Linked DNA regions of Mus musculus: all the other regions are linked to region 4. A link is a contact called in public HiChIP or PLAC-seq data. All regions are on one chromosome and are shown on one strand. The core of a region is the stretch at or near the end of the contact, and the rest is flanking DNA. Distances in the headings are between cores, read along the strand shown.

Region 1 (7,308 bases), core at 3,799-6,298, 340 kb before region 4:
GCACATCTCATCTAGAAAACAAAATCCACCTGAAATGGCCAATCTGGCTTTCTAGTATAACTAGCTTACACTAGTAGATGCTGGTAGATTTAGCTGTCCTCTGCCAGGGAGCTATAAACCTCCGCCTACAGGCCAAATCCCATCTACTTCTTGTTTTTATGCATGAGATCTGACTGGAACAGTTATAACACACTTCCATATTATCTACAGCTGTTTTCACATGGCAGAAACAGCTGAAAGTTGTGACACAGTATGCTGACCCACACAGAAAGGTTGCCAACCCATTCTTTACGTCGTCCCACAAGACTTTTCAAAGAATCATTTTCAAAGTATATCTAAATGAACTGCTGATAACTCACACAGACTCTGGAGTCCTCTGGTACTAAGACACACAAAGATACAAAACTTCCAGCCTCTCATATAAATAGCATAACTATCAAGGCAAAGAATATTGATGTTACCATTCTCCATCAGAATCCCGCCATATTAGTAAATCACGTTAATCCTAAAAGGCTGTCTTTTAAATACACTTAAGCATGTCTTCACCCATGGAAGAAATGGGCCAAGTAGCAAAAGACCCCTATATTGCAGATATTCCAATCCCTATCTACTCACCCTAAAATAATTGTAGACCCACATCCTTGTTTAAAAATATCTATTCCAAGAGATTACTGCCAACTGGATGCTCTCTTAAGAAGCCAAAGAAAAACAATGAATTCAAACAAAGGATCATAATGATTACGTGTTTTTATTCACAATCTTTTATCCTTATCAAAGCCAATACCAAAAGCTAACCATAAAGATGCCTGAATAGTCTTTTTTGTTCGTTTTGTTGTTGTTGTTTTGTTTGTTTTTTTCAAGACCAGGTTTAGCTGTGTTGCTTTGGCTGTCCTGTAACTCACTCTGTAGACTAGGCTGGCCTTGAACTCAGAGCTACCTGGGTCAGATTAAAAGGCATGTGCCATCATTATCTAGCTTGGGTTTGTTTGTTTGTTTGTGTTGTTTAAATATTCCTAAATTGTAGGCTCTTTTTAAGTTTATACAAAAAAGTATCCCTAATACTTCTGTACCAACACAGGGATGTCCCCCCTAAACACACATTGTAGGGACACAAAGATGCACATTTCTGAAGTAAGAGAAACAGCCTTCCCTTTCATCAATGTTTAGCCCCACTTCATTAGTATTAAGACCAAGCTTAAGATTATAATAATGAGCCAGGCAGTGGTGGCGCACACCTTTAATCCCAGCACTCAGGAGGCAGAGGCAGGCGTATTTCTGAGTTCGAGGCCAGTCTGGTCTACAGAGTGAGTTCCAGGACAGCCAGGGCTACACAGAGAAACCCTGTCTCGGGGAAAAAAATTATAAAATGCAGGGAAACTGTAATGGCCTTCCATTTTATTTATAAGTTCCCTAACAAGGTCCTATGTTTTCTGAACTTATCTATCTCAGGATCTAAATGTGCTATTGAAAACCTTTAACTACTTCTAAAACAGAATCCCATGTCCTGGGACTGAATGGTCATTATGTTACAGACTGCTCCTCTTTCCAACTGTCATTCCCACTCACCTGCGAAGCTGATCTTCTGGGGACTGTCTCTCCTTTTGATAGCTGTGCTTATACCAACACAAATCTGCTTCAGGTCCCAAAATTTTAAATTCATTTTTCAGCTCTTAATTTCGTATCAGTAATCTCAGAAATATAAAGGCTTAAAAATGACTCCCATCTACCTACACTGTCAGCATATTACTCAAACTATTTTGCAGTCTTGAAAGCTGCACGGGGTAGGTCCTAAGGATGTAGCTCAGTTGGTAAAGTACCCGCCTAGCATGCACAAAGGCCTAGGTTCCATCCCCAGCACTACAAAACAAGAAATGGCAGCACACACTAGTACATTTAGCATTCAGGAAGTCCAAGCAGGGTGGTTACAAGTTAAAAGGTACACAACAAGTTCAAGGTCAGCCTGGCACAAGAGACAGAGACAAAAGAAGAGAAAGAAAGTGGAAAAAGTTTTAAAGAGAGAGGGAGGAAAAGAAAAACAATGAGCTAACACATGAACTGTACAGATACCTAGCTCTTAACCCCAAATTCAACATCCAAAGCAAAGCCTGCTACCCTGTTTCTGATTTACTCATAAGAAACTAGCATCATGCTAAAAAACATTCAAAACATTTCCTTTTTCGTGTCTCCTTCTGTGCTGCCCCCTAGATGACCATAATATAAAAATGTTAGTCTCCTAATGAAACAAAATCCTAAAGCCAGTATAATGTCTGTCCTAAAATATAATTTCTCCCAATATCCTGAAACTACCTTCTTTGGAACACTGTTTTCAAATTCTCTTATACAAGCACAAACTGACCTTAACTCTAGTCAGGAACTTCCCTCCCTCAGTAGGCATTCCTACCAAGCTAACTTCCTAATTAGATCTCATCTTTTACTTATTCTGACGCTAAGCCCTTAACATTTTGTTTGTGTATGTTCTTTTCTTCCTGAAAGAGCCTTTCCAAGATTTGGCTCAGACACTCCAATTATTCCTGGGTCATCCAAAATCAGTATTTCCCTAATAAAAATGTGCAACTGCATTCCCTGACACAGAGTGATCTTATGAGTAATAATGGTAATATATGTCCCCTTTCCTACATTTTTAAGAAATGTATTTCTTTTTACTGCTACTACACTACTACTACTACTACTACTACTACTACTACTACTACTGCTACTACTACTGCTACTACTACTGCTACTACTACTACAACTGTACTACCACCACATGTCCACACATACGACACAGGTCAGAGAACAACTCTGTATGGTTAGTTTCTCTGTCCACCTGTGGTTCTGGGCATTAGACAGACTCCACGTCCTTAGACTTGCAACAAGCAGCTTTACCCACAGAGCCTTCCCACCAGTTCAACCTTTCCTAAAGTTTTGTGCAATTTGTAGTTGGTTGTCTCTGTCACCCTCAAAAGACTGAAAATAGCAAATGTCTTGTTATTACTACATTCAGTAAAGTACTTCCATAATTTAAAACCAATTTACACACAAAGCAGGTCCTCTGATTAGATGCAGTACAAACTCAAAGTACCACTCTCCTCCTTTCCAAGAAGCAAACTATTAAAGTCTAAGTTTCTCAAATATCATCTTTTTCAAAACTGGAATATATGACTTTATCAGGGTAGCAAAGTAAGGTTAGCAGATCCAAAAACACGTTTTATTCTAAATCTAAAGTTAAATTTACCATTCAATATTTTCATACTAATTCCCACTTAAGCAAAATTTAAAGTGTCTCATGAAATCATATGAAGAACAAAGTATCTAACAAAAAAAAAAAAAAAAAAAAAAGGCTAGGAGATCCAAAAAGAGGGCAAAGTTATCCAAAGAAATGAGGGTTGGGGGAGGGAGCTACTCAAAAAAGCTGTGACGTGGCTGGCAGTCAGGGCACATACCTTTTAATCCCAGTCAGCACTCAGGAGGCAGAGGCAGGTGCATATCTGTGAACACTAGGCCAGCCTGATATACAGAGATAGTTCCAGGACAGCCAAGGTAACATAGAAAAACAGTCTTGAAGAAAAGAAAAGTTGGGACAGATGATAGTAGAGATTAAACAAAATCTATAAAAGCAAGGTAAGGTAAATTCACAGTGTTTTAGCATTCCTCAAACAAACTGTATCCTGAAAGATTGAGAAGGCTGGTCAAAGAGAAATACATTGCTATATAATGCAGAATGATAAACTTGGAGGTTCATTATTTAAAAAGAGGAGGGGAGAACAGGTCCCAAACATGAAATGTGAAAAACTTTCAAACAAATTTAATCATGACCCTCAATGGAGAAATTAAGATGGATGGATGGGTAGATAAATTGATACTCCCAAGTTTCTAGTCATTTCTACAGAGCATCTTTATTCTGCCCACATTTAGCTGTCTGGATAGACCAGAATTCCAGTCTTAAACTACTACCTATGTTCCTTGCTACATGAAATCCTACAGTACGTTAAGCCTTAGGATGGTCAGCTTAACCTACATATGTGAGCATTACTTTTCTATACCTCTAATTTAACACTCAGAGTGCTAAATGTTTTCCTAAAAGAGTATAAAGTCTCAAGGTCGACAAGTAGAGCCAAATAAAAACAGCTGCATGCATGCCCTTCCAGTCCCTAGTAGAAACCTAGTAAAAATGTGCTACCACTTAAAACATATTACTCCCTCTCTCCCTCAACACAGAGAGAGAGAGAGAGAGAGAGAGAGAGAGAGAGAGAGCGCTGCAGCAACTTTTACGAAATGGTAATTTATTAAGTGCTCTCCCTGAAATAAGTTTCAGTGGGTTGTGCATCTTAGGAACTCGGATTTTCCTGAGCCAACTGAAACATGCAAGCACCCTACACATCGGACTCTGTAGACCTGGGAAATAAAGCGTTGGGGGCACCAAACTCCCCTATGCACTAAAATGAAATCTGGTCTTCCCATCCAAGGCAACTTCAAAAACAATAGTTAGGAAAGGAAAAAAAAAAATTAAGGGTTGATTCAAGTGATTCCCACGTGGGAATCCATGGGAGTTTCCCTGAAACAAAAACCACTGCCAGAATAAGGTTGCCAGGAAAAGGCATGGGACAGAGCTGGCCATAGGCTTTCTCAGTTTAGTGTCCAAAAAGGTGCAAGTGTCCACTCTGGAGACACAGCTGCTCTAAGAAAAAACTCCGAGTACTTGCATTACTCCTGCAAACTGACACTTTCTCCTATTGGTAGAAAGGAAAGGTTTCCACTGCCAACCCTCCCGAGGAACAGCCGAACTCCAGCATCAAAGCACCCACCCGCTCCCACTTGTCACCTTATAATGTCCCCCTCCCCCGGGTCCACTCACGCTTCAGAGTCGAGCGGTGGCGCTGACAATGTGGCTGGCTCCCTTCCTCCTTCGGGCTGAGGCGGGCAGCTGCGGAAGGCTGGCTAGGCGCGGAACTGAGGAAGAAGCGGTGCTAGCGTCGCTCCACCAAGCAGCTACCCGGGTCTCTTCCGCGCTGCTGGGATAGAGGCGGCGGTGGCGGCCCCGCTCGCTCACCGCTTTTTCTCTTCCTGGGTCCCTGCAGACTGTGGTGGCTTCAGCCCGTCCTGGGCCACTTGTCCCGGGACAGTCACGATCAGAAAGCTCGAAGATTTTGTTTGGGTAAAGTTTCCTCTGGGCGGAGGCTGCAGCCGGCCCCCCAGGTTCCCCCCCGGCCCCACCGCCCTGGGGGGCTGGGGCGGGGAGGGGGCGCCGAGAACTCCTGGAGTCCCGCCGAGGAGCCGGGGTGCGGCGGCAGGCCCAAAGAGAAGCCCCCCCAGAGGGGGTGGAGGGGAGGGGAGGGGAAGGAGAGGACAGCGGCGCCGGGGCCGCTCACCACGCCGCCGCGGCCGTTTCACATCGGGGTCCCCGCCCCCCCGGCCCGGAGGTGGCTCCTGGGCTGGGGGCCGGGGTTCATACACTCCGCTATGGGATGCTACGGCCCCGGGCGGCTGGTGTGGACAGCGGCAAGGCTGGGGACCCGGCGGGCTCGGATCGGCGCCGCCCCCGCTCCCGGCTCCCGCATGTGTCGCGGCGGCCGGGACCCCCTCCCTACACCTCGGGGGGTCCTTCGTCCCACAGTCCGGGACGAGGCAGAAAGCCCAGCCCCTCGCGGGCGTCCTCTCCCGGCTGAGCAGCTACGAGTCCCGACCCGCGGCAGCCGCCTCCCTGCCCCCCGGCCGCGGGCTCCGGCTCGGGCTCGGGCTCGGGCTCCGGCTCCGGCTCCGGCTGGGGCTCCGGCTTCGGCGTGTGCAGCAGCCGCTGCCGGCCGGGAATGTAAGGGGGGGAGCCGACGGCGGCCGCGGCTCCCGATGGCCCGGGCTGCGGCAAAGGTCTTGGCGGCGGCCAGTGCACGGATGCCGGGTCTCTCGGATGCTCGCTCACTCACTCGCTCTCACGCTCTCCCCGGCGGCGGCGGCAGCGCCCGAAGCTCAGCTTCTGTCTCTCTCTCGCTCTGTGCGGGGCTCTCGCCTCACTCCACAGAGGGGCGGGAGGAGAGTGGCGCCCAGCGATGACGTAAGTCGCCTAGCAACCGCTCTCCTCCCCCTCCCTTCCCCTTCCTCTCTGCGCCTTCCTCTCCGGGCCTCTTCTCCCCATCTCCAGCCACCCCGCCCTGGGAGGCTGCGGCGCGTTCTGATGACGCACCAAGGGAAGAGGAAGTCGCGATCTGCGAGCGGGTGGGTGCGCCTCGGGCCGCGGGACTGCTGCTGCTGCTGCTGCTGCTGCTGCTACCGCCGCCGCTGCCGCCGCCGCCTCTACGGCCGCGTCAGAACTGAAGAGAGGAAGGGGAGGAGCCCAGGCGAGCCTAAGCTACCGCCTGATCTTACCCCTGACCCTAGGGCGGCGCGGAGAGGGAGCTCTGTCGCCGTTCCCTCCGGGGCAGGTGCGGACTGCTCCTCTGGGAATGAGGAGGCCCGGGATCGGGCTAGGGCGCGCAACACCCGAAGGTGAGGCTTTTGGCCCGGAGCAGATCCTGGAACCGAGAGACGGCTGGAAAAGTTAACCTACAGCCAGTGGCTGCACCTGCTCCCGGGAGCGAACGTCCCACCCTTCCCTTGGCGTGGGGTGAAACCTTGCGCCGCATTGTGTGTAGTAGTGCACTACGAAGGTTTGATGAGTGAATGAATGAATTAATGCCTCTAGCACAGCAATAGCGGGACTCAGAGGTGATAGTGGAAGCGCACGCGTTTTGTAAGTTGAAGCGTAGAAACAAGTTGTACTACATCTCCCTCCTCACCCCCACCCGCCCCCTGCCACGAAAGAAAAAGGATGCCGTTTCTTCAGAGTCGCAACTTCAGAGTTTTGTGGGAAAGGAGGCGAATTGGCAGGACTGGGGAACAGGGCTGAAAGAGAATCAACATCTAGGATATTATTTAGGGGATTTCTATGTTTTCAAGGGGCGAATGTAGTCGAGCCCCCTTTTAAAAGTAATTCTTGCTTGTTTGGATTTTTTGGAGCTTTTTAGATTTTGTCAACAGAGTGCCCCTTAACCATCTTCAAAAGAGTTTGGCGCCTCTCAGGTCTTTCTTCAAAGCGCTCTCGCGCGCTCTCTCTCTCTCTCTCTCTCTCTCTCTCTCTCTCTCTCGTGTGTGTGTGTGTGTGTGTGTGTGTGTGTGTGTGTGTGTGTTGTGGGGAGTATGTTATTAATAAATCTATTGGGCCGTTTGTCCTACAGATTCTGGGCTAGGAAATGTTTAAGGAAAAACTCATGAAATGTAAGCTGTGGTTCTCTAATAAAAGAATTTTCGAGATAAAAGAACTACAGCGCTCAGAAA
Region 2 (7,308 bases), core at 640-3,139, 290 kb after region 4:
TTACCTGAAGGAACTTGAAAACTTACAAGAGTTCTCCAGGTACTCTGAATTCTTCAAAGTTTATGTTGTTGGAAGAAAAAAAAAAAGATATAGCTAGACACTTAGAATATAGCGGTTCTCTACCATGGGCAATTCTGTACACACACACACACATTTGGTGATACCTAAACCCATTTTAGGTGTCTTAGCAACAGTGTAGGAATATGCTATAGATGTGGAGTAGAGGAGGGAACTCTGTTAAGCATCCTATATGCACAGGGCATCCTCTGCTACAAGGACTATCTGGCCATAACCGTTCCGCCAAGACCTTTGCACCATCAATAGTTAACCCAGATGGTTGAAGGGAGATTTAAATAGAGGTGACCCTGAAGGACTCACTTGTTCCTTCATGTTTCCTTTTAAAGGTGATGCAAGCAGCATAGTAAAAAGCGCTTGCATTTAGAGACTGAAGGTATAGGCAGGCTTTGGAGTATTCCTAGGTAGAAGTTAAATAATGACCACTAACAACTCTCCTGTCTCTCAGACTCCCAGAAATAGATTCTGCTCTTCAGTTCATCTCAGAAATCATCCATCAGTTAACCAACCAAAAGGCCAGCATTGTGGATGACATCCACTCCACCTTTGATGAGCTGCAGAAGACTTTAAATGTTCGCAAGAGCGTGCTGCTCATGGAGTTGGAGGTCAACTATGGTCTCAAACACAAAGTAAGGCTCTGCAGTCCTGCAGGCTTCTTGGGGGGGGGGGGAGTGGGGGTGACTGCACTCCCAGCGCCTGCTTACTGCGTTCTAACAGTGGCGGTAGCAGGAATGGACCTACACCACTGTACTTCCTGGGGACCAACAGTGCCCTTTACATTTAGTAGATATTCAACCAAACTCGGATTCCGTGAACTTTCTGTCGCAACTTATAGTTCTCCCTAAGGAGAGGTTGCATATAGAAATGCTTTCAGGGCTTAAGGTCGCCTGGAATGTTTTCCTTCCTTAATTATAGGGTGGAGGAGCCTCTTCACTGCTCTCTCTCTCACCCACACCAACCTGTTCCTCAACTTCAAAGCGAACCTGACTGCCGCCTTTGTTTGGCTCTGCAAGTCTGTTCACCAAGCCAGGGTGGAGAGCTTCGGGTATTCAGGTGTAGAGACTTCTCAAATGGTTGGGTTTTGTTCCCTGAGGTCGTGACTGGCAGCTCTAAACGCTAGGGAAAGGCCACTGGGTAATGACTAATTCGCATCAAGCAGACAATTTGTTTGCTGTTGGTAGCGTCCTTTCTTCTCTTAGCCCCAGGTAAACAGATGACCTAAGAAATGCACGTGTGGGTGAGAGGCAGGGTGAGGCGGAAGGGAAATCTCCAGATGATACTGGAAATGCAACTTAGCGTTCTGCATGGGTTCACTGGGTTAAATGGAATGCAGATGGTTCCGAGCCACCTGAGTGGGCGGGCGTAGAGGTTGGTTCTTTTGGGAGGAGGGCTCTGCCCCAGCTCCTAGCCAAGTGTCCTGCAGGCTGCACGGTGTCCTGTAGGAAGCGCTCGTTGCCTCTGTGTCCCCGGCAGGTGCTGCAGTCGCAGCTGGATACCCTGCTCCAAGGCCAGGAAAGCATTAAGAGCTGCAGCAACTTCACGGCTCAGGCCCTCAACCATGGCACGGAGACGGAGGTGCTGCTGGTGAAGAAGCAGATGAGCGAGAAGCTGAACGAACTGGCGGACCAGGACTTCCCACTGCACCCGCGCGAGAACGACCAGCTGGATTTTATCGTGGAAACGGAGGGACTGAAGAAGTCTATCCACAACCTGGGGACCATCCTCACCACTAACGCGGTCGCCTCTGAGACGGTGGCCACGGGGGAGGGGCTGCGGCAGACCATCATCGGGCAGCCCATGTCCGTTACTATAACCACCAAGGACAAAGACGGAGAGCTGTGCAAGACAGGCAACGCATACCTCACCGCTGAGCTCAGCACCCCGGACGGCAGCGTGGCCGACGGAGAGATCCTGGACAACAAGAACGGCACCTACGAGTTCTTGTATACTGTGCAGAAGGAGGGGGACTTCACCCTGTCCCTCAGGCTCTACGACCAGCATATCCGAGGCAGCCCGTTTAAGCTCAAGGTCATCCGCTCTGCCGACGTGTCCCCCACCACCGAGGGCGTGAAGCGACGAGTCAAGTCCCCGGGGAGCGGGCACGTCAAGCAGAAGGCTGTGAAGAGACCTGCCAGCATGTACAGCACCGGCAAGCGAAAAGAGAACCCCATCGAGGACGACCTGATCTTCCGAGTCGGTAAGGAGTGGGCGCTGTCCCCTGACTCGGTGGCTAAGGGGCTACCTGGCAAGCGCTCCTGCCAATCGGAATCCTGCATTTACGAGCAGGTGGGGAGCTTCTGGTTATTTTGTTGGGCTAGTTTCTGTAGGCTCTTCCCAAATGTTTCTTCTTCCGTTTCCTCCTTTCTTTCCTCCTCCCCTCCCCCCTTTTCCTGATAAATGCAGCCAGTGAGAAGCTGAAACAAGAAGGGGGGGGGGCAGGGGCGGGAGAAAAACCAACAGTACAACGACAATTTTTTAAAAAAGATTCTCACTTTGGTGGGTGTGTCTTTGGAGGACTCCTGTCTAACCCAAATGCAAAGAGCCTTGCGTCTGGCAAATTCTTGTATTTCTGTGAAATCTGTGGGGCTTGGGCGGTGGCAGTCCCACAAACGGAATTCAGATACCTCTCTGCCTCCACTCCTGCAAGGAGTGGGAGATCTGTGGGGGTCAGTCCACAGGGCAAGCTGTGTGGTCAGCCAGCTGTGCAGAGCTGGAAAACAGTGCCTAAGACCTCTGGGTGGAGAAGGAAATGGGTTTGGGCGGGGCTGGGGATGAAGCCCAGAGGTGTAGCCTGGGCTCAGAGACCGGAATGTGGTTGCCCCTCCCTCTGATTTATTACCTGGCGCTTTTTACCTATGTTTGTTTTCACTGCTTGGCTTCCCAAGAGGAAGCGACCTAAAAGTAAACCAAAAAAAAAAAAAAAAAAAAAAAAAAAAAAAAAAAAAAAAAGGGCATTCAGACATTCTTAAGGAAAAGCAAAGCTTGCATTTTGTTTCAGAAAGGACCTGCAGCCTGCCTCGTTCTCCTCGTTCTGTCTTTACCCGCAGCCTGCCTCCCCTACTCCCTCCTGTGTCTACATCACTGGGCCTGAGAGTGCTACTGCACAGTTTGTTAACTGACACACCTAGAAAGGAAATAGACTTTTCTACCACAGAACTTCAGAAACTAGGAATCTGCAGAACTGCATGTGCGCTCGGGGAGGGAAGGAGTAGGAGACCATGCTGGCCATCTTTTCTCACCATCTATTCTCCTCAGACTGCCTGGGGCAACTCCGGCTCCTTGGCTCCTTGGAACATTGTGAGCCGAGTTGCCCTGTTAGTTCTCAAGGCTGAATCCCGGTAAAGACTGTGGAATGACACGTTAACTTGTCCATTCGGAGCATGACTTTCTTGGTCACCTGTGTAGAATGATTCCAGGGGACAAGCTAGGACAGACGCAGGACTGGATCCTGCTGGTCACCTGTGTAGAATGGTTCCAGGGGACAAGTTCAGACAGACGCAGGACGGATCCTGCTGCTCCAGGTCTTCCATTTGAGCCTTGGGCCTAGCGTTCTGCTTCCTTCAGCCTCAGCTTCCATGTCCATAAAATGCAAAGTTGTCCTTTAGATTCTTCCATGTTGTCACAATGATAGGGTCCCGAGAATCAATTTCATTTTGGGGGGAATCCTAGTAGTAGTCATGAACTATATGTTAGTACCATTTTTAATTATGTGAGGAGCCTTCCTACTGTTTACATAATGGCTACAAGTGTACCTTCACCTCAGCAATGATGAGGCTCCCTTTATTCACATCCCTGTCAACATTTATCTTGTCTTTTTGATGGTTGGTTGGTTTGAATTGGCATTCTCCTGGTTGTTAGTAATGTTGACCTCTTTTATTATTATTGGCCACCTGTATGTCTTTTAAGAAATGTCTATTTAGATCATTTGCCCATGTTTAAATCACATTTAAATTTATTATTATTATTACTATTATTGGGGTACAAGTGCCTCAGCATGTATGTGGGGGTCGGAGGACAACTTCAGGGTTGGCTCTCTCCTTCCTCTCTAAGAGCTCTGACCACCAAACAGACCACTAAATCAGTCTTTACCTGCTGTGCACCTCATTGGCCCCAGGTTGTCTTCTCACCATTGATTGGTTGGAGCCTGAGCCCAGCCGCACTGCTGTACCAATATAATTCCAGCATTTGAGATCTGAGGCAGAAGGAGCTCAGGCTCAAGGTTACAAAAGCAATGATTCTTCTTAATTTCTTTTTATGAGTACCACAACTTGGCAACAAAAGCAAAAACATTAAGCTAAGAAATTTCTGTTTAATAAACAAAACTATCACACGAGTGAAGAGACTAATAAAAAAACAACAAAAAAAAGTTTATGAAATTATTTTAGCTCCTTATGCATCTTGGATATCAATGCTTTAGTAGCTGCATGGCTGGCGTGGATTTTCTTCCCTTCTGTTTGGCTTTGTCAAGGGTGCTGTTAGGCTCAGACCTAAAAGCCATTGCTCACACCAGTGTAATGAGTTCCTCTCCCGTGCTTCCTCCTGCAGGGTTTGCAGCTTCAGGTCCTAGGCTTCCAGGCTTTAATCCAGTGTGGATTGCCCTTTGTCTTTGATATGAGGTCAGCCTCTAGTAATCTTCATGTCAACATCTGGATTTCCCAACACCATTTATTGTAGAGACTCTCCTGTCCCCATTGTCTCCCTCCTCTTTGTCACAGATCAATTAACCATAAACGTGTGGCTTTATTTCTGGGTATTCTTATTCTCTTTGTGGTCTGTTGAGTTTTTGTCTGTTTCTGAGACAATCTCACTATGCACACTTTGTAGCCCAGACTCCCCTTAAATTCTATATTCCCTGCCTTGGACTGCCAAATGCTGGAATTACAGGTGCCATCATGATCTCCGGGTCTTGTATTCCACTAATGTGTGTCCTTTTTATGCTGTTTTTGTCAGGAATAGCTTTGAAGCAGATGTTGAAATCAGAGAATATAATGTCTCTAGCTTTGCTCTTTTCCCTCAGAATTGCTTTAGCTTTTTTGGAGGTTTCTGTGGTTAGACATGAATTTTAGCATTGCTTTTTCTACTTCTTTGAAAAAAAATGTCATTGGGATTTTGGTGAGCATTGCATTGAATTTGTAGATTACTTTAAGTAGTATGGACATCTTTCTACTATGTACTCTTCCAATCCGTGAACACAGACTATTTTCCACTTATTAATGGCTCCTTAAGTTCATTTCATAAATGTTTCATGGTGTTCATTATTCAGATCTTTTAAACTATTGGCTTAAAATATCCCTAAGACTTTTGTTGTTGTTGTCTTAATTCTTTAACTTCATGTCCTAATCCAGACTCTAGTAAAAGTCAGCATTCATGATACAATAACGAAGCTCAAAAAATGTTTTTTGAGCACCTGACCCCAACAGGCATGTGCTAGATAATGGATATATTATAGAGATGACAGAGGTATGATCTCCTTCCTAGAAGAGCTTATAGGCTTGTATGGCAGATAGATGAGCAACTTGGTCAACTACTGAGGGAGAGTGATGAAAAGCCACAATAATAAGGACGTTAAGCCAGAACTTAATAGGACTTCCTCAAGTCAACAGATGCAATTAGCAGGCAGAGAGATCTGAAAGCAAAGGACAGGTGAAGAGAGATGACTGGATGGCCTCATGTCATGCACATGTCGTGCTGACTGAGTAAAGGTCTGAAGAATAAAAAGTGATGTGATTGGACACATCGGGTGGGAGCCCACTGCTGCTCAAACACCCTCTGCATCCTCACACTTGACCACCCCGAAGCCTGAATCCACAGCGATTACTATTGTTATTTATGCTGAGGTCTCACCACCCAGTAAGACTGTAAATTCCTTCAGGTCAAGAGTGATGTCAATGCCATGGTACCATTTGTCATCCCCAGCCATACTCAGATGGTGCAGCATCAAGTCATGAGCTACAGAATTTAAGTATCCTCTTTTGGGCCAGTGAGGTGGCTCAGTGGGTAAAGGCATGTATTCCCCCTTTCTGATGGCCTGTGTTTAATCCCTGGAACATAACTTTAATCATGAACCTTAAGGAAATGTTAAAATTTAAACGTGCAAACAATTAAAATGATAACATTTAAAGGTGCATGCTAAAAGTTAAAGCTGGGTGTGGCGGCACACGCCTTTAATTCCAGAACTCTGGAGGCAAAGGCAGGCAGAGATCTCGGAGTTCAAAGCCAGCCTGGTCTACATAGTGAGTTTCAGGACAGCCAGGGCTACATGGTGAGAAAATGTCCTGAACCCTGCACCTACCCCCCATAAAAGAACCAACCAAACACACACAAATTAAAGGAATTCTAGATGACGATTGGAATCAGGGGAAGGGTGTAGACATTTTCTGAGATAGCCACTGTGCTGTGTGTCATCTTACTGAAGATCTGTAGTGGATATAATACAGTTCTGATTATTCTGCTGATAATATACCTGTTGCTATATATAATGTTAGGTGTGCTGGAGACAGCTACTGCTAGCTTATTCAATGGCACCATGATATTAACTTGAAATCAGTAAGAATTATTTAAACTTTGGAAGTAAGTAAATACCACAGATCAGAGCTCCCTCTCCCAAACCCCCCAGCCCTACTCCTAATGACATACCATCATGGCAACGTGCAATTATCCTTACCACGGAAGGAATATAGACTTAAAGAACTGAACGCTACAACTTTTAATCACCCCTTAACTTCTGTGGTTTTCCAAAGTTGATGGTGTGGTATCTCCCATGCCTGACAATTTAATTGAATGCCCACTGCAAGTGAATTACAGTGTCTCTCAAAGATTGCATTGGACAATCATTCTGAATGGGTTGAGAGAAGCAACTCAGAGCTCTTGCTGGTGACAGTTCCTGGCCATGCAGAAATTCCTTTCTGGGTTTGCTGACTAGGAGTTGTGAGCTGGTTTAGTCATCAATGGAGAGCATCACTGAACAAAGGGGAAATAGAAGACGTGGGAGGGAGGGAAAGGATCACAGTTGAATTGTTTCAAAATACGTAATCTATTCCCCATACCTAAATGAGTTAGTAGGAAATTGGATGAAGTACTCATCTGTACTCTAGAAAATGTCATTTTAAATGGTTGTGTGGGGCTGGAGAGGCAGTCTAACCCAGAATACTCTTCAGACACTGGGATTAATTCACCAGCACGTAGAAGAGAAAATGTGTATAGGATAGGATAGGATAGGATAGGATAGGATAG
Region 3 (6,536 bases), core at 963-3,462, 440 kb after region 4:
CCCCTAGGATGGCCTGGAGAGTTCTCTATTCTCCTGCCTCAGCACTGTTAACCAGAGTTCATAGGCCTGGGCCACTAGACAGAGTTGAGGGTGAGCTTTTTGTTACTGTGTTTTGCTTTTTGTTTTTAGTTTATGACATAGATTTAACAACAACAACAGAAGCTAAATAAAAAGAATAAAGATTTTCCTCAATTTCTCAGCTCTAACAGTCTGTGGCTCTGTCATTAACAGGGATAGCAGGAACACAGCACAAATACATAGGTGCTGTCTTTGGAAAACAATTTTACCTTGAAACATGGGAGCTGCTTATTGGACCATACCTTCCTGTTGCTCGTGAGTCAGCACGAAACATCCCTCCAGAGAAGGCCAAGTGGGTCAGATTTATCTAAGAAGACAGCTGTGTGGTCCTGGATCCTTCTCCAGTCTCGTGGCACTGCAGATACACGCTTCTGGCTTCGTGAATAACGGTCAGTTACCCACTTTGTAAAGAACCCAACACGGAAGTAGCAGTCTGCCCTGGAAAACCTTTGGTAGGAGAATAAATGAGAGCAGACTCAAATATGGCCTACGGTAATATTCCTCAGTCTTTTAAGTAGTTCTCTTTGAGAGTGTGATACTTTTTTAATGTGAGATTTTATTAGTAAAAAGGTAAAATAATTTAAAAATCGGTGGAGTTTTGCATCATGACTTTTAAATTATACCTGTCAATATTTGCTTGTTTTCTTAGTATGGGTTTAAAATTAATTAACATTAAAATTAACATTTAATATTTACATAATAAATAGTAAAAACTGAAACACCTAGTGTGGGCTGAAACATGTGTTGGTTTTGTGGTACTGTGACCTGAACCAAGAGCTTTGCATGCGATAGCCGGGACATACCATCGATTTTCTGAGACCCTTGAATGCAGTGAGGGAATTTCAGTATCCGAGGGGCAAATAGAAACCCAGAGAAGTGAAATGAAGAGGAAAAAAAGGGTCCAATGGGATAGGACAGGACATCCTTGCCAGGGATGCACCCAAGCAATCTGGGGGGGGGGGGAGTAAGAAATAATTGGAGCTGCTCAAGTTGGACAAAGCAAAATGACATTTCCATGTGGACATTTGCTTTTATCAAGTGTTAAGTATGGCAAAGAAATCAGGTGGTTTAACCTCATTTAGAGTTACATCCAGACAAAGAGATTAGGTTCACAGTATGGTATTATGAAGAGAGCATCCATCATTCATATTGTCCTTGACCAACATCTGACCTGCTATGAGACTACATTTTTTCCCATAGTCTAGACTGGAAGGCTCCAGAAGCAATTAAACAGAAGATCAATGTAAGCAGACAGGTGTACACCATCACTTCCTGAAGCTCACAGTCTCTGAGTTTCATACGAGCTACGTTTGCTGCACACAGCAAATCAACTTAAAAAAAAAAAAAACAGAGGCAGAAAATAAATTTCCAAGTATGACTTACACTACTTATTAATATTGTTAACTGGCAGGCGATCTGTGCCCTCCACTTCAACTACGTTTAGCAAGTGGCTGGCTCACTTTTGCAGTCTGATTCTGCAGGTCCATCTGCAGGGCTCTTGAAGGTCTAACCTAAGCTCTCCCACCTGTCAGGATTTGGACCGTCTCCACAGAGGGCGCTGAGCGCATTACCGCCACGCGGCGCTGAGGTCAGCCTCTCGGGTGTTGGGAGAGCTTTTTATTCTAAATTACAGACCTCGCAGCCACCGGATATCCTCGCTGCATAACAGGCAGTAGCTGTGCGGCTGCACTCGCGTTTCCTGACAACCACAGCAATATTTCCACTAATATCCTGTTCAAGGCCAAGCGCTGGGCTACGATTCATTCCCAGGACCCCTCCCCCCGGGGGGTTAGTGCCCCCACCGTGGCCCGGGTGTCATCGACAAAGAGAACCTCATGAAAGTTCACGACAACACCCTCTCCCCGTGGGCCGCGAGCCCCAGCCCCCAGAGTCAAGCTTCTGGGGGCCCTCGGGCACGTGCTGCGCGCTGTGAGCGTTCGCATTGTCTTCGTCCCTCCGCTCCCCGCCGCGTTCCATCCCCTTCTATCTGCGGAGCACACGCGCTCGGGAGCAAGCGGCGCGCCGGCGCTGAGCAGCAGTCCAACAGCTGCGGGGGCGGGCCCAACAGCGGGGGGCGGGCCCGGAGGCGGGGCGGGGCCAGGGCGCGGGGGCGGGCCCGGGGCGCGGCCTGGCGGCCGCGGCGCCACCAAACAAGAGAACAAGATCGCTGCGAGCGAGCGCGGCGAGCACCAGCATGGCGGGGCTCCGGCGCCCGCAGTCCGGCGCCTACCGCCGCACGGCCGCTGCCGTGAACCTTCTGCTGGGCGTCTTCCAGGTCCTGCTGTCCTGCTGCCGTCCGGGAGGGGCTCAGGGACAAGGTCAGCCCGTCGTCGGGGCTGGCTGTCCCCGCCGCCCCGCCCCCCCTTTCTTTTAGGGAACTGTTGAAATCTGTGAGGGTTCGCGGAGGAAGGGGACTCGGGCGGCTGGGGAAGACGGGCTGCTGCAGCCCTGCGACCGCAGCGTCCCCTCGGCGACTCTAGGCCGGGCCAGGAGCGGGCAGCGTGGGGCTCAGGGACCGCTAGCCGCGCACGCCCCGGAGCCTTTGTGCGCGGGCCCCTGCGCCCCGGGCGCATCCCCCGCTTTGTGTGGCGCGCGGGTGCCTCGCCGCGCCCGGCTTCCTGCAGCTTTGTTTCCCCCAGCCCGGTGGCTTGGGGGTCGCGCCGTGCTTGGTGCGGCGGCCTCATGCCCTGGTCTTGACCAAGCCCGCACGCCCTCATCTTCTGGACCCCGGGGTCCGGCTGGGCATTGTATTTGCATCCTCGGCTCACCCCTCGGGTGGCCTGCCCTGCGAGGGGAGAAGGAGACTTGTTTGGGGGCAGGCGGTTGGCACGAGGGGACGGGCGAGGAAACAGGAAGCGTTTCTTTGCCGTGCATTACAAACGCGGTGTGTTTTTTTGGTGTCCGTGCAGCGTTTGAGCCCTTGCCGAACGTGGTGGAGCTGTGGCAGGCAGAAGAAGGGGAACTCCTGCTGCCCACTCAGGTGAGGAGGACCGGTGACAGGGCGGGTGTGGGCGTGTGAGGGAGGAGAGGCCTGGAGGTTGCCGGCCTTCCCCCCAATGGCACAGGAGCGCTCGGGTCACTTTGCAAGGCAAATAAACGGTCGTGCCGAGCCTGAACACCTGGCAACGGTGGCTCTTCAGCCTGGCTCCCGCGCCATGTGACAGGGTGTGAGTCAGGGCCGCCCCAAGTTCAGAAGGTGGGTGTCCAGGCCACCTCAGCAGGGTTGTGTGTCTCACAGCCTTGCGCCTGGCTAGTGGCGACTTCCTTGGCTCGTTAGTGGGCCAGGGTGGGCGGAGGACTCGCTTCTGGGTCTCCACGGCTGTCTCTAAGCAGGCGGGTGTGGTGTGGATGGCAAGTGGCTGGAGGGTTGAACACAATGGGAATATTGATTTCATAAATGTTAGTGAGTGGTACTTTGCCATTAGCCTAAGTAGCTTTGGGATGAAGAAGTGACTTTAAAGGAGTATAATCTTGGAATTTCTCCAAATGTCTTTAATTCCTGTTAGAACACACCCACTTAAGAACCTGAATTTCAGGTTTTTTCACCCCCCTACGATGATATAATGATTACATGTGGAAAAATAATTGCTAACGTTTTATTGGGAATCTGTAGCATAGAGGGCTTCAGGCTGCAACGGATGTGGTACTGCAAAGCTTTTGTCTTGAATTGCATGTTTCAGTTATGCAAGAAATTCTCACTGACTTGCAAAAGGTACCCACTTACACATAATTTTGAAAACATAATCTTGATGACTGTTTTCACCAGCAGTGTAGTAGAGACCCCAAATGCATTTGGGGGGTGTGTGTTTGCAGTGATAAGAGAACATTAGGCTTGCCTGTTTAAATTGTTTATTGCTTCCCATGCTGGTAGCAGCATTAAAATCAGGATGTTGAATTCTAACTTCTCTGCAGTCTCAAGGTTTACTGTTCTCCCTCTCACTGAAGCGGCAACAGTGCTGGCTTTGAGATATTTGGAATATTCATTTTGACCAGGGCCAATGAATAACAGCTTACAGGCAGAGGTGATTTTTCAGAGACACTTCCCCAGATCTTTCAGGAAGGCCAGCAGGCTCCAGGAGACCCACCCTTTGAGAATAAGCCCTGCTAGCAAGTAGTCCTTTCTCCTAAATGTATATTCCCAAATGAATTTTTAACCCTTGATTCTAAATAATACATCTGTTTTGAAAAGAGAGGAAATAAAAACCAAAACCGGGGGAAAAAAAAACCCACAAAAAACAACAAAAGTCTCAAAGCCAAAATCAGTTGTAACTTTAACTGAGACCCTACACTTAGCACTTGGTGTGTTTACTTTAAATAGTCCTATTTGTGAATATCAGTTGCTTAACAGTAGCACGAGCAACCTTTGACCCAGAGAACTCTTCATTGTGGGGGCTTCCCTGTGCACTGTAGTATGCTGAGTATCATTCCTGGTCTTGGCACCTTGGATACTGTGACGCTTTGACTATAGTCATGATATACTCTCTCTCTCCATTCTGGGTGTTTGCTATTGTTTTAAAATAAGGTCTTGCAGTGCTGACTCAGAGTCCTCCACTCAAGCCATCCTCCTGTCTCATCCTTGAGTTAGCTAGAGCTACATGTCTTCCCTTGGACCTGGCTCCAACCACCAGTTTTTACCAAGTGAGAGCGTCTCCCAAGTGTCCCAGGAAGCAGAATTCCTGGGGGCAAGATTTACTGAGGTACCTTTGCTTTGGGGCTCAACTGAAGCCTCTATGTCTTAACAGGGCAGCGATGGAGGCAGGAAAATAAATGATGGGCAGTCTTTGTTTCTGCTTGTGTGGAAGATAGATTGTGCTCAGGAAGGGAAATGACAAGGCCTGTGGTAACATTAATTACATCATTTATAGGCTTAAAAGTTATCTTATAAAATGTCCAGTTTCTGGCTGGATTTTACTTACGTGCAAAAATCATAAAAATGGTTAAGATTCATGCCTTTAATCCCAGCACTTGGGAGGCAGAGGCAGGCGGATTTCTGAGTTCGAGGCCAGCCTGGTCTACAGAGTGAGTTCCAGGACAGCCAGGGCTACACAGAGAAACCCTGTCTCAAAAACAACAACAACAACAACAACAAAACCCAAAAAACCAAAACCAAAACTGGTTAGGATTGAGACTGTGTCACTCCAGAATACTTCCCACGGTGACGCTGAGAGCTAGGGTGTTTTAATCAACATGGAGTGAAAGTGGAAGTGGTGCCGGTCTGCGTCTATCATCTCTATATGTGTGCCCTTTAGATACTGTGCCACTGTGGTACACTGCATGGGCAGGGAGGAGGGGGGTGTGTCTCTTAGATACAGAGTGTTCTAAAGAAGGTCATTTGGAAGGAGTTCTCTTCCAAGAACTTAGAATTATTTTCAAAAGTTTTCTTGTGTATGTCATAAGAGTCTGGAGAATATTTATAGGTGTCATGTAAATCTTATACCTTCCATTCAGGAAGACCAGAAAAGGGCTTTGGAGCCTAAAAGTTGTCAGTGTGAGGTGCAGTTGGAATGTCAAGGTGTAGTGTTCAATGCACAATAGATTTGCCCAAATTGATTACTTATAGTTACTTATTTGGAAGTGTTCTTTTTTTAAAAAACTTTTTTTTAATGGAACTGTAAGTGATTAACAACTTGTTATTCATCATTCATAAAACAAAACAAAACAAAACAAAACCAAACCATGGCCAGTCGTGGTGGTGCACGCCTTTAATCCCTGCACTCGGGAGGCAGAGGCAGGCGGATTTCAGAGTTCAAGGCCAGCCTGATCTACAAAGTGAGTTCCAGGACAGCCAGGGCTATAGAGAGAAACCCTGTCTCGAAAAACAAAACAAAAACAAAAAACAAAACAAAAAAACAACCCCAAAAACCAAAAACCATGAAGTTGTTCAGTGGTGGTGCATGCCTTTAATCCTAGTATTTGGGAGGCAGAGCCAGGTAGATTGCTGTGAGTTGGAGGCCAGCCTGGTCTACAGAGCGAGTTCCAAGACAGCTGGGGCTATGCAAAGAAACCCTGTCTTGAAAAACCAAAAAGGAAGAAAGAAAAAAAACAAAAACCAAAAAACCAAAAAAACCGGAACTGACTTGTTACGAGCTGCCGGACCATCTTGTCTCTAAGTGTCTAGGTTTGTGTCCTGATGAGTCCCACTTAGCCTGTTCAGTCACCCTTTTTTTGTTGTTAGAGGTTGAACCCAGGACCTTGCATGTGCTAAGCACATGCTCTAGTCACTGGGCTGTATCTGGGCCCAGCGTACCTCTTTTTTGTTACCAGTTTTCTCACTGGCAGAGTAGGGTATTTATTAAACTTAACTTCAGAGGAGCTCCAGGGTGCTTGTCATCTTGGTGGTTTCTTTGCCAACTCATAAGCTTGGTCATGGAAAACATAAACACTTTCCCTTGCTGAAGGGGCTGCACCAGGGCAGATAACTCAGTATGATGGGCTCTGTGGTTAAGCTGATATTGATG
Region 4 (7,381 bases), core at 2,849-5,348:
TGTGTCCAGGGACCCGTGGAGTCGGCACATAAGCTAAATCTACTCCTTTAGCAAATAAGTCAGCTTTATAATGATGAGATGTGCCTTAGGATGGATGCCGAAATGGAGCCGTGCCAATTTGAAGGTTTTGTTCAGTCACTGGTTCCTAACAACAGAATAAACACTATTTCTAAACCCCTTTAGAGGGGAGGAGGGGACTGAGACTGTCTCAGAAGTGGAAGCCAGAAGAAAGAAAATTCATTTGCTGACAGGAATGGAACTTTCTGGAAAGACTATTCTGGAAGAGGCCAAAGCAAGCTGCACAGAGAGCAGGAAAAGTGGGTATGTCCCAAAGGACATTCTGCTGGCTCTGGGTGATGCCCTAGCCATGCTAACTAGTATACTTCGAGTGTCTTGCTTGGGAAGAGACTGGCAGCACCACCCTCCATTTGGTCCCCAAGGGCAGCATCAGTAGCAGCCACCTTGCAGTCATAAATCCGGTACCCGGGCTGACTTCAGGCTTTAGGAGCCTTCTGGGCCTTCCCCCACAGGCTACTTAGCACGTTTTCCTATTATACATGAAGCAAAGCTCTTGGCTGGTCACAGCCAACCTAGGGTAGGTGTGGACAGAAAATGAATATGTTGCTTCCTAGACTGGAGAGCTCTGCCTTGCTTAGCTCCAGAGCTTTCAAACCATCTCCCGTGCAAAAAAGGAAATCAAGTCAAAATAAACAAGATCTATCCTGAGGGGCCTCACACAAAGTTATAGGGATGGAAGGCCCAGATGGCAGGAGATGACGCAGGGTGCCCCTGCTTCATCGGACTGAAGGCCACATCTATGCACACATGACCCAAAGAAGGATAGCCACCGATGTGGAAAGCCTTAGGCTTGACCTGTTTGTACAGTAAACAGTTCCCGCAGCAGTTTCTCAGTGAATTTGGTGAAGTGGAGGTAGAAGTCTAAGCTTTGGGACATAGGTATCCAGTTACACTTCCCTAAGGTGGAAATCAAAATGGAAGGTTGGTGGGTGTCTCACGCATGGTAGGCAGCAGAAGGGCAGTGCAGACCACGTCACTCTAGAGTTAGTGTGGTGACACTGGGACTTGAACTTCCCAAGCCAGCCATGAGAGAAAGGAAAGAGGGAAGAGCGATAATGTGAGGGGAAGGTGGGTTGTCTTCCAGGCATTAAATCTGGACTTGTGTCACCATGAGACGGCTGTGGATCTGAGTCGCTGGCATAACTGACAACAATTGGCTCTCATTTTTCTGGGCCCCTTCCAAGGATGGAAACCCAAGGCCATGTGTATTCATTTTTACTGCTTTTCTTTCAAAAGGGCACCCGGATTCAAGTCAGAAGCGATCCCCATGGGATTATAATGGACAATAGATCAAGGGTTGTAAGAACCTTATGACTGCACTCAGGAAAAGAAGGGTCACCGGGGAGGGCCAGAGATGCAGAGGGAAGGCCTGTGGGCCAGAGCAGAAGCTGGAGATCAAAGGCCAGAGGAGGAGGATGGGCCACAGGGCTTGACTCCTCCAAATCGGCCTTTTTCTTCTTGGAAATCTCACAGTGTTGCCAAGGCTGGCTCTGGACCTGCTCGTCTCAGCCGTCTGGGACCACAGACTGGAGCAGAAAGGGACTAGTCTTTCAGGGCATGTGTCCTACAGTGTGAGCGATGGAGGGAGGGGACCAATCTCAGACTAAAGAAGGGGACAGGGGGCTGGCTTGGTGACCCATGCAGATCTCTGTGATTGGAGGGCAGCCTGGTCTGCAGAGTGAGTTTAAGGACATCTAGGCCTAGAGGGAGAGAGACAGATCATGTTCCAAAGCACCAAAAATAATAAACAATAAAATAAAAAGGGAAAGGCCATGCTCACACTGAATACTCAATACTCTTTTACCTGAGTACCGATCAATATTCATTTGAACTAACTTGTGCTCCCAGCCTGAGACCTGCCTTGATATTTTCAGTGTTTGTGGGTTGTGAACTATATTAATGGCCAAAGAACCAAGATATAGGCTGCCACAGTTTTGGGGTCTTGAATACTGGGCTGGTTTGGACTAGTACTTCTCTTTTCCTATGCAAGACCCGCAGAAGGAGGCGAGGAATGATGCCCAGGACTTGAGGACCTGGTGGAGTGTCTGGAAGTCCTTAGACCCCAGAGCTTGGGAAAGGAAAGCTCTGGTCGGTTATCTGGGCGCACCCAGAAAAGGGTAGGATGACTTCATTCCCGCAGAGGGCGCTTCCCCACCCCGGCAGCTGAGGTGCCAGCAGCCGGTTTGTCCAGAGTAAGTTTTCTTTGACTACTCACTTCGCTCTCTGCCTGGCGTCTTCGCAAGTCACTTTGAAAAAAAAAAAAAAATTTATGCGATTAGACTGACTTCCCTGTTTCCTTCAGTGAGTGGGCGGGCTCTTTCCCAGTTCCCAGACAGAGCCCCTTCATTCAGTTCTGCTAGGCTTTTTTTTTTTTCTTCTTCTTTAATAAAGCTCAAAAGTTTGTTACCATCATTGAGACAAAAGAAAATAAAGGAGAGGAAGGGGAAGGGAGGGAAGGGGAAAGAAAGGGTGGGAAAACAAGTGGGAGAAGAGACGTGCTCCACAGGGGATCAGACCTCTACACCGCTCTGGACCTCCTGAGAAGCGCTAAGCTCCAAAGAGAAGCTGTGGAGTGGAGCGGAGGTGTGTGAATGTGTGTGTGTGATATAAAGGTGCATGCGTGCCTACGAATGTGCGTGGGGTGTTCTTGCGTGTGCGCGGGATAGGGTGTCCAGGAGACTGCCGCAGAGGTTCCTTTTGTGGAAGGCGGTGACCTGCTCAGTAGCGACCGTGGCGCCTCCCACTTCGCTCCATTAGGACACCAAGGCTCATCTTTTCCCTGCAGCAATTTCCATCGTCCTCTGTGGTTGCCCGCCCAGCCCCGAGCTGGTCTTCAGGTGCCAGGAGCAGCGTGCTGGGCGGCGGCTTTCGAGTCTCGGGAGCCCGGAGCTGGCGAGGGCGAGCTCAGTGGCGGTGCTGTTCGGGTTGAAGGGGGAGCGAGGGAAGCAGCAGAGCAGGAAAGGGCGTGCTGTCCTTTGCGGCCGGCTGGAGGAGCAGCCGGGTAGGCAGCATTGTTACCTGCAGCGGCCCCGCCCCTCCGCACCGCCCTGCCCCCTCACCGTCCCCGGCCTGCAGTCCTGCGGAGAGACGGCGGCGCCGGGACAGCGGGCGGAGGCTGCGCGGGCGCCGGGAGCGGGGGCGCGGTGAGTGCGGGACGACGGGAGCTAGGGCCCGGGCTGCCAGGCTGGGTTCGGGATGCTGGGCTGAGCAGCGGCGCGGGGAGGATGCGGTGAAGCGCGAGCTCTGTTCCGGATTCCGGGGACCTGATCCTGGAGCGCAGGCCCTGTGCCCCGAGGCGCATATGCGCCCGACTGGCTCGGCATCGGACCCTGAGCTCGGTGTAGCGCTGTCCGCGGGTGGGACCTCGGAGGTTTGATTAGCTTTCGTGGCACTTATGCGGGTCGCGCAGGTCACAGAAGTCCCTTTTAGCGAGGACTCGCTCCTGCTATAGTGATGTGGGGGTAGACTTCCAATGACTGCACACCTCCCTGGAAGTTCACCTCCGAAGTGGCGTCGGCGCTTGTGGAGTGGCGGGTTGGCAGTCACCCATGGTCCCCGAGCGTGACGGTTCCCCAGCCCCAGAGACTCCTTTTTGCGTTTCTGTCGCGGGTTCATTCCCCCTCTCTCGGTGCAAAACCGCAGTGCGGCCGAGAGCCCTTCTCCCAGGAGCCCACGCTGGGGACTACACGGTATCGCCGCAGCGGTGGTCCAAGCGGCTGGCGGCCACTGTTCCGTGAACCACGAGCTCCATAGAGAGCTGGGACCCCGGTTTGGGCGGGGAAGCTTGGACAGGACGAGCCACCCCCGGTCGGATAGGCACAGAAGAAGCCCCAGGGGTTTCGCGGCTGGCCTCCATGGCCTCTGAGATGGTCCGAGACTGGAGAGTGCGGGGCACTCATGGAAGCTGAGAGTCCATCCTTTCCCGGGAGGGTTGTCCCTACTGTCCCTGCTAGGGATCCTGCGTGGCGCGTGTGGGCGTCTCTTCGCCGCGGACGCGCGCCTTCCCGGCCCAGATAAGGCGGCCTCTGAGCTAGTGCGGGGACCGCCCATTCGAAGCTCGTCTGCTGTCCCGGGATCCTGGGCTGCGCAGCTGCGGGACGCTGGTAGCCTCGGGGGGCTTGGGCTAAGCGCCTCGGGAGCCGGCGGAGCCAAGGGCCTTTTGGTGAGTGGATTCGCCAAAGCGAGGGGCTAGAGACCGAAAGAGGTAGTGGGCAAGACTTGGGACTTCGTCCATCCTGACTGGAAAGAAATCTTTCTGGGTGCTCCCTCCCTCCCCTGTTCCGGGCGAGTTTCATAAAGACCTGGAGCTAGTGTTTAAAGAAATTCTACTTTGAGTTGGACACCCTGCGAGCACCCTCTTTAGTCCCCGTTGTCTTCCTGGAGCTTCTGTCTCTCCGAGAGCATCCTTCGGCTCTCCTGGGCCTATTCTTCCTGGTTTGGGAACTAGGGGAGAAGAGACTGGAAATGTGCTATCAGAAACAGGCAGCTGTGAATGTTTGTTTATGTGACGTGACAGATTAAACCTGCCGTCGTGGGTACTCTAGGCCGGCTGAAGGGCCAGGTAAGACTGCTGCTCGCAAACTGACTGTATTTCTTGATCAAGAAAGGGTTTGAAAAGACAGGTCGAGGTGGAGAGATGTTCCTTAAGGAGTGAGTAGAGAGAAGAGAATAGTATTAACGAAAGGCGGGAACTTCCCCCAGCCCTCTCTCTCTTTTCCCAACTAAGAATACTGTGTATGTAGCTTAGCCTCTTCCTCAGTTCCTCAGGTGGACGGGCTGCACTCCCAGCTCAGGCTCATCTGTGACACATGTCAAGAGGCAAGAGGAAAGCCATCTGGCTCTGTGTCACTTTTTATTACTGTTGAACAGAGCGTGCAGACCCTCCTTTGAGAAAGCTCTGGTTAGAGCTAGGGGCCACACAGCTCTTCCAGGAACCCTTAGGAATGGTCTTATTCTAACCCTGTGTGCTGGCTGATCATACGCTGAAGGTTAAGTTCTTGATCATAGCATCCCTCACTGAAATTGGAGTTAAAAGATGCTGAGCTGAGCAGCAGAGCAGCATCCCCAGCGGGAGGGACAGTAACCCCACCTCTGATGACCGGTGGTGGTTATCACTCAGCAGACTTGAAGATGGGTTCTGTCATCAGAAAGCCTATTGGTGACAGCTCTGCATTTAACGGCCTCCTCGCTGTAGGGGAGACGTTAAATACAAGCCTGCCTGTGTTTGTCTTAGGGAGATTGATGGGATAGTTGAAGGTTCCCAGACAGAATCGGGGCTGATTCCATTGTCTCTGCTGCCAACTGCCAACTGTGAGAGGCAGGGGACCATGTCATGTGTCGGGGTGTTTGCATCACCTGCATTTCTCTCGGTGTCTTTGAGATTGTGTGGAGTCATCTCTATTATGGAAAGTATGGTAGAATTATTTTTTTTTCCGAGTCCTCAACTTTAATACCACGTGTGACTGTAAAGAGATGGGATGCCATCTGTGCCCTTCTTTTCTTACCACCTCTTTAACGTTGGTAACCCTGCCTAGTGTTAGTAGTAAGGATGCAACAGGAACAAAAGCTCTTGCTGGTGAGCCAACTCTCTAGGTAGAGCTAGGATCTTTAACAATTATGGGAGGGGGTTGCCAGAGAAAGGGACCAGGGACAGAAAGCTACATCCCCCTTTGTTCCTTTAACTCCTTAAAGTGACTTTCTTCTCTCAGGCTGGGCAAGAGTCATAGAATCATATCAATGCAAGTTCATGTGTGTCTCTTCTTAACTTCTGCTAGCTCTTATCTGGTACTTCTACTGTGCACAGCACAGTACTCAAAAAACAAAAGTCTTAGTCCTTTGGGGTGTGGGTGTGAGAAGACAGTGACTGGGGATATCCCACTACCTTTGATGATTCAGTTTCTTCATTTAGTATTTCTACAAAGGCACTGAGGGGTTAAGGCTACGCCTACTGTAAGCACCAGAAACAGAGTGAAGTCTTACTTTCCAGACCAGTTTTTAGTTTACCCTCTTTTCTATCCCCTTGCCCAGTGCTGGGGATCCAGTTCAGGGCTCTGAGGTAGAGAACTTGCCTGGCATTTGTGAGGTTCTGTGTGGGTGGGGGCGGGGTGGGGATAATATAGAAATACATGGGTAGCTATGGAACCGGAAGTGATTTGGAGAGTTAGAAACTTTAAAAGGGTTCCTTTATGCACAGAAGTATATAAAATGTGTGAGAATAAACTGCCAAAATTACCTGTACAGTCTTGAAAAAAAGAGTTCAAATGTAACCATAAACTGTAATTGACAGTGAGTCATGCCAGCTTTAGGGGTGCCAGCTAGGAAGACAGCCTGGTTATGCCCCTAATGATAATTATGAAAACTCCTCTAAAAGCCAGCTCCATCCTAGTGAACCAGAAGTCAGCTCAGAGGCATCCTTGAAACTCCACTGACGTAGAAATCACCTAGCGGGGACAGCTGAATGCACCGATGCCATTGAACTCTACGTGTAAAATCACGAGAATGGTTTCTTAAGTGTCAAAATAATAGTGGGAAATGTCATTTTCTGTTCAGCAGTTAAGTTGTCAGGGGATGAAAACACCCTGAGCACATGGGTTGAATGCCCAGGTCTAAAGTAAAGAAAGACAGGGCTATTTGATGAGCATTTGAGGAGGTTTGCCTGGCTGACATGCATAAGGGCCCGAGTTCAATCCCCAGCACCATAAATTAAACAAACAAACCTTGGACTGTTAACTATTTCATAAAAATATCTGTCCTATATCATAGAGACGATTTAACATGTGGTCACTGAATTTTTTTGTTTGTTCTTTTTGAGACAGGGATTTTTGTGTGTGTGTAGGACGGGCTGTCCTGGACTCCATTAGTAGACCAGGCCGACCTTGAACTCACAGAGAACCGCCTGCCTCTGCCTCCTGAGTGCTGGGATTATAGGTGTGTGCCCCCGGCCTGATGGCCACTGAATATTAAAAGAGGGGGGAAAAATCTCACAATTCACAGACTTTGGTAGCAGAGTGAAGGTATTAACGTGCGTTTCTAGCAGCCAGAACTTAGGCATTTCATCTGTAAACTCAAGACACGCTTCCTTTTTAAAGAAATTTTTAATTGTATGTATGAGTGTATACGTGTACATAAGTACATATATGTAATGTGTGTGTATGGGTGTATGTATGTATACTTGAGTGCAGATGTTTTTGGAGTTCAAGTGTCAGATCCCCTGCACCTGGAGTTACAGGGAGTTATAGCCACTTGGCCTAGGTACCAACTCCTCGAAAGAACAGTATTCACTTTTAGCCACTGAGCCATCAAT

The links. HiChIP or PLAC-seq counts read pairs in DNA pulled down with a chosen protein or histone mark.
Region 1: an H3K4me3 HiChIP or PLAC-seq map of embryonic stem cells shows a contact between it and region 4, with 11 read pairs. The contact joins the promoter of Fbxw7 here to the promoter of Fhdc1 in region 4. A contact is called at or near these places in 2 of 39 promoter capture datasets (erythroid cells and neutrophils), 2 of 484 Hi-C or Micro-C datasets (both in embryonic stem cells) and 2 of 115 datasets of contacts at active chromatin or transcription factors (embryonic stem cells and pancreatic cancer cells).
Region 2: an H3K4me3 HiChIP or PLAC-seq map of embryonic stem cells shows a contact between it and region 4, with 17 read pairs. The contact joins the enhancer-like site here to the promoter of Fhdc1 in region 4. A contact is called at or near these places in 12 of 39 promoter capture datasets (the 3T3-L1 cell line, the HPC-7 cell line, cranial neural crest and 6 more), 21 of 484 Hi-C or Micro-C datasets (the AML12 cell line, adipose-derived mesenchymal stem cells, bone marrow-derived macrophages and 11 more), 3 of 115 datasets of contacts at active chromatin or transcription factors (embryonic forebrain, embryonic stem cells and stem cell-derived neural progenitor cells) and 5 of 9 other capture datasets (adipose tissue, embryonic stem cells, liver and 2 more).
Region 3: a contact with region 4 is called in a FOXA1 HiChIP or PLAC-seq map of pancreatic cancer cells. The contact joins the promoter of Tmem131l here to the promoter of Fhdc1 in region 4. A contact is called at or near these places in 1 of 39 promoter capture datasets (erythroid cells), 1 of 484 Hi-C or Micro-C datasets (erythroblasts) and 1 of 115 datasets of contacts at active chromatin or transcription factors (pancreatic cancer cells).

The regions. Positions count from the first base shown.
Region 1 is chr3:84,813,317-84,820,624 of GRCm38.p6, reverse strand. Fbxw7 (F-box and WD-40 domain protein 7) reads right to left here and starts at 5,048. Exons shown (of 14, transcript NM_001177773.1): 1 at 4,856-5,048. Gm35486 (predicted gene, 35486) reads left to right here and starts at 6,192. Exons shown (of 1, transcript NR_165832.1): 1 at 6,192-7,308.
Region 2 is chr3:84,185,477-84,192,784 of GRCm38.p6, reverse strand. It overlaps Trim2 (tripartite motif-containing 2), which reads left to right. Exons shown (of 12, transcript NM_001271727.1): 5 at 524-704; 6 at 1,549-2,272. Among named protein-coding and RNA genes, the nearest start is that of Mnd1, 33 kb to the right of the region's middle. Within about 2 kb of position 1,889, at least 97 of the 459 cell types and tissues checked have an H3K27ac peak or open chromatin away from gene starts, as enhancers often do. A contact at or near this core is called in adipose tissue, embryonic stem cells, nephron progenitors and 3 more, where this site is marked.
Region 3 is chr3:84,035,837-84,042,372 of GRCm38.p6, reverse strand. Tmem131l (transmembrane 131 like) reads left to right here and starts at 2,212. Exons shown (of 35, transcript NM_172681.4): 1 at 2,212-2,396; 2 at 2,988-3,058. The coding sequence starts at 2,273. Gm30352 (a long non-coding RNA gene) reads right to left here and starts at 2,152. Exons shown (of 4, transcript XR_867387.3): 1 at 1,462-2,152; 2 at 321-525.
Region 4 is chr3:84,476,208-84,483,588 of GRCm38.p6, reverse strand. Fhdc1 (FH2 domain containing 1) reads left to right here and starts at 4,098. Exons shown (of 12, transcript NM_001205355.1): 1 at 4,098-4,240.